Linked DNA regions of Mus musculus: region 2 is linked to region 1. The links are chromatin contacts, called in public Hi-C maps. All regions are on one chromosome and are shown on one strand. Each heading gives the region's core, a stretch centred on a gene start, on an enhancer-like site or on the middle of the called end of the contact. The rest is flanking DNA. Distances are from core to core; before and after follow the strand shown.

What was found. A called contact is a pair of places that touch in the nucleus more often than the background predicts.
Region 2: a Hi-C map of Sertoli cells shows a contact between it and region 1, with 2.8 times the contacts expected there. The contact joins the enhancer-like site here to the promoter of Gmfg-ps in region 1. A contact is called at or near these places in 2 of 484 Hi-C or Micro-C datasets (Sertoli cells and granulosa cells), 6 of 115 datasets of contacts at active chromatin or transcription factors (cardiomyocytes, embryonic stem cells, microglia and 1 more) and 3 of 9 other capture datasets (adipose tissue, liver and pancreatic islet).

What each region holds. Positions count from the first base shown.
Region 1 is chr6:4,900,128-4,904,660 of GRCm38.p6, reverse strand. It overlaps Gmfg-ps (glia maturation factor gamma-like), which reads left to right and starts at 1,447. Exons shown (of 5, transcript XM_030255708.1): 1 at 1,447-1,613; 2 at 4,370-4,462. The coding sequence starts at 1,447. It overlaps Ppp1r9a (protein phosphatase 1, regulatory subunit 9A), which reads right to left and starts at 1,686. Exons shown (of 16, transcript NM_001363809.1): 1 at 1,630-1,686.
Region 2 is chr6:5,059,654-5,063,845 of GRCm38.p6, reverse strand. The region is part of intron 4 of Ppp1r9a (protein phosphatase 1, regulatory subunit 9A); the gene reads right to left. Among named protein-coding and RNA genes, the nearest start is that of Gm52886, 7.1 kb to the right of the region's middle. Within about 2 kb of position 2,450, at least 3 of the 459 cell types and tissues checked have an H3K27ac peak or open chromatin away from gene starts, as enhancers often do. A contact at or near this core is called in Sertoli cells and granulosa cells, where this site is marked.

The sequences.
Region 1 (4,533 bases), core at 198-2,697:
GTTTTACTGTAAGTTTTTCTATGCATTGTTTGGAAGTTTCCTAGCCAAGAGGCTATTATTAACTAAGGAGTGGAGTCTCCTGGGAATAGATGCCTGAGAATGTGACAATCAGAAATCAGGTATGCCATGACACTTCCTTCCACAGTCCTGATTTGTCTACTCCTTCTGGCCCCTAACTTACTTCAAGATAGGAAGAAAAAAAAAAAAGTGAACGCCATGCATGTTTGCTGTCCTCCAGCCCACAGCTGGGTTTTCTACCAGGACGCCAGCAGCCCAACACTTCAGGCACTCAACGCAGTTCTAAACATTTTTTTTCTTATTATTCTGGTTTGTTTTGTTTTGTTTTAATGTTACACGGAACCACATCACGCTCACGCACCATCAGCTGAGAGAGCTTACACTTTCACTTAAATCAGCTCCAAAACTCGCTTCCTGGCCCAGCAGGCACGCATGCATGCATGCATGGCCCATGCAGGCAAACAAGAGAGGAGTGTGGTGCCTGTGGTTTGGGTTGGTTTTTGTTTTTGTTTTTTGTTTTTTGTTTTTGTTTTTTCCTTTATTTCTTTCTTTCCTTTTTGGAAAGCGTTGACAATGTCCTTTTTACCCATAAACACCCTCCCCTCTCCCCTAGCTGCACACCCCGCTCCCTCCCACCGCCAATTCAAGCACGAGGGGGCGGGGGCGGCGGGGGCGAAGGGGGCCGCCGGGGATTCAAAAACCTGCCCTCACAAAAGACAAACATAAATAACACCAACTTGAGAGGCAGCCGATTGATTTTCCCCAGCCCGGTTCGGGACGCCATCCCTCGGCCCCCGGGGCAGGGCCGGGAGAGCAGGTGACGCCAGGCGCTAAGGCAGGAGGAGGTCGCAGTCTAGCCTGGTGCCAAGAAGCACCTGAAGTCCTAACACATTGGCGGCGGCTCCGGGCCGCTGCCAGGCGGATCCCGGTCTGTGGCACCGGGGGAGAGACGAGCTCGCCGGCCACACTGGAGCGGAGGGAGAGCAAAGGCTAGGGTGACAATCACACGAATGCCTCTGCTTTTCCTCCCAGTGTGCCGGGGAAACAATAGATCCCGCAGAGGATCAAGCCTCCCTCCTCACCCTGGCGCTCCCGGACCGCAGTCCACCCCCACCCGCCCGCGGGTCCGCCTTTGTGCACGCCGCCGCGTCCCCGCGCTCCCGCCGCCCCGCCACCCGCACGCCGCCCCCTTACCGAGCGGCCCGGGCGGGAGGTCGGACTCCTTCGGCGCTCTTCCCCCCCGCCCCCCCGTGACCGTGCGGGGCTCGGCGCCGACCGTGTGCCCTCCGCCCGCTCGTCACGGCGCGGCGCGCGCGGCGGCCGCCTGCACTCGCGCCTCGGCCCCCCACGCGCGTCTTGCCCGCGCGGGGCGGCCCCGGGACGCGCGCTGCGCTCCCCCCACCCCCACCCCCCACCTCCACCCCAGCCATGGCGGCCCGGCCTGGGGACCCGACGCGCAAGCGGGCACCCTCGCCTGCGGCCTGGGATCGGGGACGCCGCTCGGCCCACGTGCGGGGCCCCCCACGCCGGGCCCTGAGGCCCGCGAGGCCCGATGGACTTAGGGATCAGGCCGCGGGGATGAGGAGGGCCCCGGGGTAACAGGTGCCTCACCTCGGCTGATGGGATTAACTCTAGGGCCGCAAAGAGAGGGAGCCCAGCAGCGAAATCCCAGGAGAGGGAGAGAGGGAGCCTCTGGCGGCCAACGAAGGGCGAAAGGCACCGGCCCGAGGCAAGGCCGCCCCACCCCCAAGACCGTGGGCGAGGGGGCTCTGGCACTTAGGGCAAGGCCTGTGCCTTCCAGATGCTGAGGACCCCACAGTCTGTGGTTAAGTCTGTGACCCCAGGCATCCAAGGCCTGGCCATGGCCTGGGCTGGCCTAGAAGGCCAAGACCTAGGCCCTAGTCTACTCTACTGTGGTGTCCACTGGGATGATCCAGCTGACCCTCAAGGCCACACTACTAGAAGGAAAGGGATGAAGAGGACTTTGGACTTTTCTTCTTGTATATCTTTTCTGTTCACACTCACTGGTTTTGCCCTGTTAAAAACTCTCACTACACCCTCTCCTCCCAAATAATGTGACAGGTTCCATACTCTTCTCCTTCATACAAAATGGACTTTGATGGTCAATATAGACCATTGATGTATCCAAAAGCCTTGTAGGGCACAGGTACCATTTTTGAAGAGTCAAAATTGTGTTTTTGCCACACGTATGTGAGGTGCACACATAATCCCAACACAGCCAAGACAGGAGAATTGAGTTTGTGGACACCCTATAATCCAGCCATTGTCTGGAGATACAGAAACAACAGCTGACCAATGGTGGCGCACGCCTTTAATCCCAGCAGAGAGGCAGAGGCAGATGAATCTTAGAGTTTGAGACCACCCTGGACAACAGAGTGAGTTCCAGGACAGCCAAGGCTATTCAGAGTAACCGAATCAGGAAAATAAAAATAAATATATAGTAGCAACAATAGCCTGAAATTGTGTGTGTGCATAGAAAAAGCTGCAAGATCGTGTAACCCTCTCAATACAGGCAATCTAGAAAGAGGCGAAAGTACTTAATATTCCATATAGCACTGAATGTTAGATTTAGAATTTCAGTAGCCATGGCAGGGGTCAGGCTACCGCCCTTCAGCCTGTCTGTTCAGTGCTGCCGCTCTTCAGCCTGTCTGTTCCCTAGTCATTTAGATTTTAAAATTCTCAACCTTTGCTTTAATGCAGAATTTTTAGAATTAGCTCGTAGGCTGCAGGATTGAGGCCTGTTAAAGGGTATTTTAGAGTAGATAGAGACACTTAGGGTACGATGAAGGCACACTCCAGAACACAGCTGGGCATTCTCTGAGGCTTTCTCTTTGTTTTCCTTCCAGTATATACCATTTCCGATATATATCATTCAGGCCAGTTTTGAAACTATTGTCTTCAAAGGATGAGCAAAGAACTTAAATGAGATACTGGGGTAATCCCACAGGCGTGCCCTCCAGGTTTCAATTGATACTGTAAAATTCTAGATCACCCTAATTTTGAAAGATAGGCTATCTTTACTGTAAACAAATTTCTTGGCCTGTCAAAATAGCTCAGCAGATAAGAGCACTGACTACTCTTCTTCCGAAGGTCCTGAGTTCAAATCCCAGCAACCGTATGGTGGCTCACAATCACCCGTAATAAAATCTGATGCCCTCTTTTGGTGTGTCTGAAGACAGCAACAGTGTACTTATCTATAATAATAAGTAAATCTTCTTTTAAAAAAAAGTTCTTGTTTGAGATTTCTAGAAAATGTCTAGAAAAAGAAATGAGGTACTTCCAAGGTCATTTGTGGCCTGTCCTTAAGCTTGGCTCATAGCTATTTTAACGTGTGTGTGTGTGTGTGTGTGTGTGTGTGTGTGTGTGTGTGTGTTCAACTTTTACAGCAAATGTCACTAATTGTGCTGGAAGTCTTGCCTCTCATTGGTAGAAGTGGACTCAGCTCTGGGATGAATATCTTCTTTTCCTTCCATGTTCCAGTAATTTCCCCCATCTTTATATTCTGCCCTAGAATTATCTTTGCAGATACATTCCAAGCCCTCCCCAACCCCAATTTATAACCAAAATAAAAATGGTACCGAACCATATGTGTGTGTACTTATTCTGCACATACCTAACCACCAAGCTTAATTCAACTAAGCCACAAAAAGTTAGCAATAAAAAAAGGGAAATGAGCCAGGCGTGGTGGCGCACGCCTTTAATCCCAGCACTCGGGAGGCAGAGGCAGGCGGATTTCTGAGTTCAAGGCCAGCCTGGTCTACAAAGTGAGTTCCAGGACAGCCAGGGCTATACAGAGAAACCCTGTCTCAAACCCCCTCCCCCCCAAAAGGGAAATGATACAATACACTGCAGTAATTAATTAAAACAATGTTTTCCTAACAAATTATATTTTTAAAGATTCACTTGATTTTTGAGTATGTATTTATGTATCATGAGATAGTACATGAATGAGATAGATAGTACATGTTTCTGGTCTCCATGAATACATACGGGTATCAGATCTCTTGGAACTGGAGTTACAGACAGTGTGTGAAGCTACCAGGTGTGGGTGGTGGGAACTGAACTCAAATCCTAAGGAAGAACAGTACAGCACCTGACCACTGAGCCACCTCTCTAACCGGAAATATCAGGACATGTTACAGAGGGTTGGGCCTTGGGAATGTATTTACAGCTTCATTTCCTAGAAAACAAGGATGAGAGAATAGCCAGGCAAGTATACACAAAGAATCTCGGTGCTATGAAAGGAAAATATTTCCGTTTCTAAATAACTCTCTAGATCCTTAATTTTGTAGATCTGATTTTCAGATAGACATTTTTCCCCTTTTTTAAGCGTCTCCATATTCTCGGTCCTTACCAAGAAACTGGCATTTCCTGTCTGGGAAGTGGGTGCTGCTGCTATAAGTATCAGCAGATGTAACCGACAGTATGAAGGAGCTGTGGTTCCAGCCTCTACTTTGGGAAAGAACATTTGTGCTGTCTGGGATAATCTCCTGG
Region 2 (4,192 bases), core at 1,201-3,700, 160 kb before region 1:
ATATTAGTCAAGATGTTAATCTTCAAAACAGTACTATGAAGACTGTAGAGACAGCTCAGTTAGTAAAGGGCTTACCTTCTAAGTATAGGGACCTGAACTTAATAGCTAGAAACCATTAAAGGCCAAAGAGATACCCTATCTCAAGAAAAGACAGACAGCTCCCGAGGAACAAAACTTGAGTGGATCTCTTAGTATCTACGTGCATATACAGATACATGTGCAATACCAACATGAACATATAAATGTATGCACACATGCAGACATTATTAAAAAACTCCATTGAAAGCTAGAAAAGGCATACTGAAAAGATTCAGTTTTCCACACATATTCTTTTATTTTTATTAGATATTTTCTTTATATATATTTCAAATGCTATCCTGAAAGTTCCCTATACCCTCCCCTCGCCCTGCCCATCCTCTCCGGCTTCTTGGCCCTGGCATTCCCCAGTACTGGTGCATATAAAGTTTGCAATACCAAGGGGCCTCTCTTCCCAGTGATGGCCGACTAGGCCATCTTCTGCTACATATGCAGCTAGAGTCACGAGCTCTGGGGTACTGGTTAGTTCATATTGCTGTTCCACCTATAGCGCCCAAGGAGCTGAAGCGCTCTGCAACCACACATATTCTTAAGAAGGAGTAATTGTAATGCACAGCAGATCTCTAGCATTTCTGTACCGAGTTAAATGTAGCAGATACAGCTGAGATATCCTCTGTGCCTAACACCTAGTCCCTTGAGTCTAGTCCTGGCTCCTCTATTCTGTCTTGTTGATGTATCCATTTCTCTATTATCTATCTACTCATCTATCTATCTATCTATCTATCTATCTATCTATCTATCTAGCTAGCTAGCTAGCTATCTATCATCAATACCACATTTTCTTGACCCCTGAAGCTTTAGAAGAAAATCCTAGAGTCAGATCATATCCCCTTCCAACTTTGTTCTTATCCTCCATGACTAAGCGCACTATTTTGGATCTTGTTTCTTTCCATATAAAACATCCCAGTCCATTCTTTAGTATTCACTGTTATTTCCGGGTATGAAATATCCCTCATAGGCTCTTGTGCTTGGACTGTAAATCTTCAACTGGCGGCACTGCTTGGAAACCCCACTGGAGGAAGTTGGCCCCGCATCCAGCTTTCACCATGCCTTCCTTTCTTCCCTCTAGGATGGATTCTATTCCCCTGGATCTGTGCATCAGATAAACCTTTGCTTCCCTGAGTTGCTTCTGTCCTGGTGTTTTATCACAACAACAGGGAGGAGCCAACACAGCCAGAAAATAACTTACTAGATTATCCACATTGGATGCACAGATAGAACTAAGGAGAATTCACAGCCTGACACTACTCTTTTCCTACCTATGGGCATATAACTCCATTTATTTACCTTTATTTGATATGTTTATCAGAATTTTAAAGCTTTACCCAGAGCCTAAATTTTATCAGATGGACTTAATTTTGGAAGACAATATTACTATTATTTCTATTAATTTCAAGTTTTATTTATTGCTTATATACTATATCTAACAGTAAATAACTTTTGTATAATAAACTCATATTCTATCAATGATAAAATTATTTTAGTTTGAGAAGTTTTATTTATTTATTTATTTTATTACTAAGGTAAGTCCAGCTGAAAGAGTACTCCCACACATACCATTTCCAAGGACAAACCACTTCTGCTTGTTTTCAATGTAGTCTTAAAAGTCGTGACCAGATTTGCTTTCAGATTCTGAAAAGAGACCAGACCCACATTCTTCAGAGAATGCATCTAGCAATGGTCAGGGATGCTCCAGTGCACACAAGACGTCTCAGAAGAGACATCCCTATTCTCAAATTAATGTTCTGTGACATACTGACACAGGACAGAATGGCAACCGTGAAGATATATTGAATTTGGGACTGGTGCCACAATCCAGACAAAAATGGCTACTCTGAAGACTGAAGCAGGACAATTCACTTGAGAACAGGGTTTTGAGGACAATGTGGCAAGACCTCTATCTTAAATAAATAATAAACATAAAACAGAGATAGGTGAGCTCAACTTCAAACCTGCAAGCTTTGGTGACAAACATCCTCCAATCTACAAACTACCAAGAGCATAACTGACTGGGAAAGTATGCTGTGTGAACATGACAATTAAACAGATTATACTCAGCACGACATGAAAAAATCTAGAAACATGTTCTTCACGCATGAACTGCATATCAATAATGCTGGGCCAAGGGTCAAACGTGCCCAGGTGGCCCCAGCTCTGTAGAGCACTGATACCGTTCTATTTCTGAAATGTTTCTCCACATGCTTCTGTCTAATGACTTCAGTTCAATTTTCCTAGTTCTTATTTTGTAGAAGACCTTGATATTTAGACCACAGATTACTGTAAGAGTTACTCCTTAGTTAGATCCATGGTGTTTACTGCCTTCGAAGATTAGGAAACAAACAGATTAAGTCAGAGCCTTCTCATTGTATCTTACAGAATGCACACGTCAAGACACTGTAGTTTGTGTCATCATTCAGGATGAGATATGCAGGAAGGTCAAGGAAGAGCACTACCACAGATAGGAATACAGCCTTCCTGACTGAAAAGAGAAAACAAACAGGCACTTCTGCTCCCAAGGTCACACAATACAATACTTAAAAAAAGAAAGAAAAAAAGACACTTGGGACAAAAACTGGGGACCATCTGCTTAAAGGAGTTTAACAGCTACCAATGAATACATCCAAAACTGGGCCTACAGATAGGACCTAGACCATGAACTCAAACTACCAAGCCTTGTGGCACATCAGAGAAAGAAATATACAATATAATGAGAATGTATGGGTGAAGTAAATGAAGACAAAAGAGGAATGGTGAGTTTTGCATGAAAATAATGTAGAATCGTGTCAGTACATAAAACAATGGTTTCTTGTCTAATTAAAGGAAACAGAGGAAGGGGGAAACAAAATTCCGTATCTTTTATGCTGAACTTGAGATAGAAATCAGATTGCCAAATAAGTTCTATATATTCCATGTTTGAAACATGAATTTGAGAGTCTTTCCTAGACAGTCAGTAAAATAAACCAAAAGACTAAGAAGAAAGCAATACAGGGGGCCGGAATTTTTGAACAACAATTTTGATACAATGTTACCAGTAGGGAGTAAACACAGACTTTAACACGCTTTCAGGTTAGAGTCCCACATTAATTTTGTTAGTTGTGTTTAAGGATTTTGTTGCCAAAGTGGAGAACCAAGGAAGAGGTTTCTGTTAGTTAAATAGTGGACACGGTTGCTATGGGCCACTTATTTCTGCAGAATCTCACTAAAATACTAGTGAATAACACACTTCAAATGAAAGAAATCAACAACAAAAAGCACAGCAAATACTTTACTAAAAAAAAAAAAATAGAAATACAGGTGATCAAGGAACCTTTTTAAAAGGCCTAAAGAGCCTGGCAGTGTTGGCGCACGCCTTTAATCCCAGCACTTGGGAGGCAGAGGCAGGCAGATTTCTGAGTTCAAGGCCAGCCTGGTCTACAGAGTTCCAGGACAGCCAGGGCTATACAGAGAAACCCTGACTCAACAAAACAAAACAAAACAAAACAAATCAACCCAAAAAACAAAAACAAAAACAAAAGGCCTGAAGAAAAGAGCTGAAGACAAGCTTCAGCAGCTGAGAGCACTCACTTTCGGAGACAAGCTCAGCTCAGTTCCCAGCACCCACATCCCTTTCCAGGAAACACAATGCTTTCTGGCTTCTGTGAGTACATGCACATATGCAGTACACAGGCTCAGCAACACAGGGAGGAAGGGGGGGGGGATGCTGCAAAGTCTTCTAGTTCTTTACCATTCACCCCAGACATGTTCTTTATTCCCTAAACCAGCACTGAATATAACTGACACTAGAAGACTGATGCTAACATTTTTCTAGTGAATATGGAAACAACCTAAAATGCCCTCCTTAGATGAAGCATTACAAGAGTGACTTCTTATTAAGCAAAGTTAGGAGAAGCTGAAGCATCTAGCCTGGAGCTGCTAAAATCCAAGGCCAAAAGGAAATTCTCTCAAATGCAAGGGACACAAGAGAAGTAATACACACAGCCATACTTTCACAGAAAACCCATCATGTCTAACAATATAATTAACTTATGGTTAGAAAACCAGGATTTATGGTATGCCCTAATTCCTTTCATGTGCCTATGTAAACATGATGCATGCC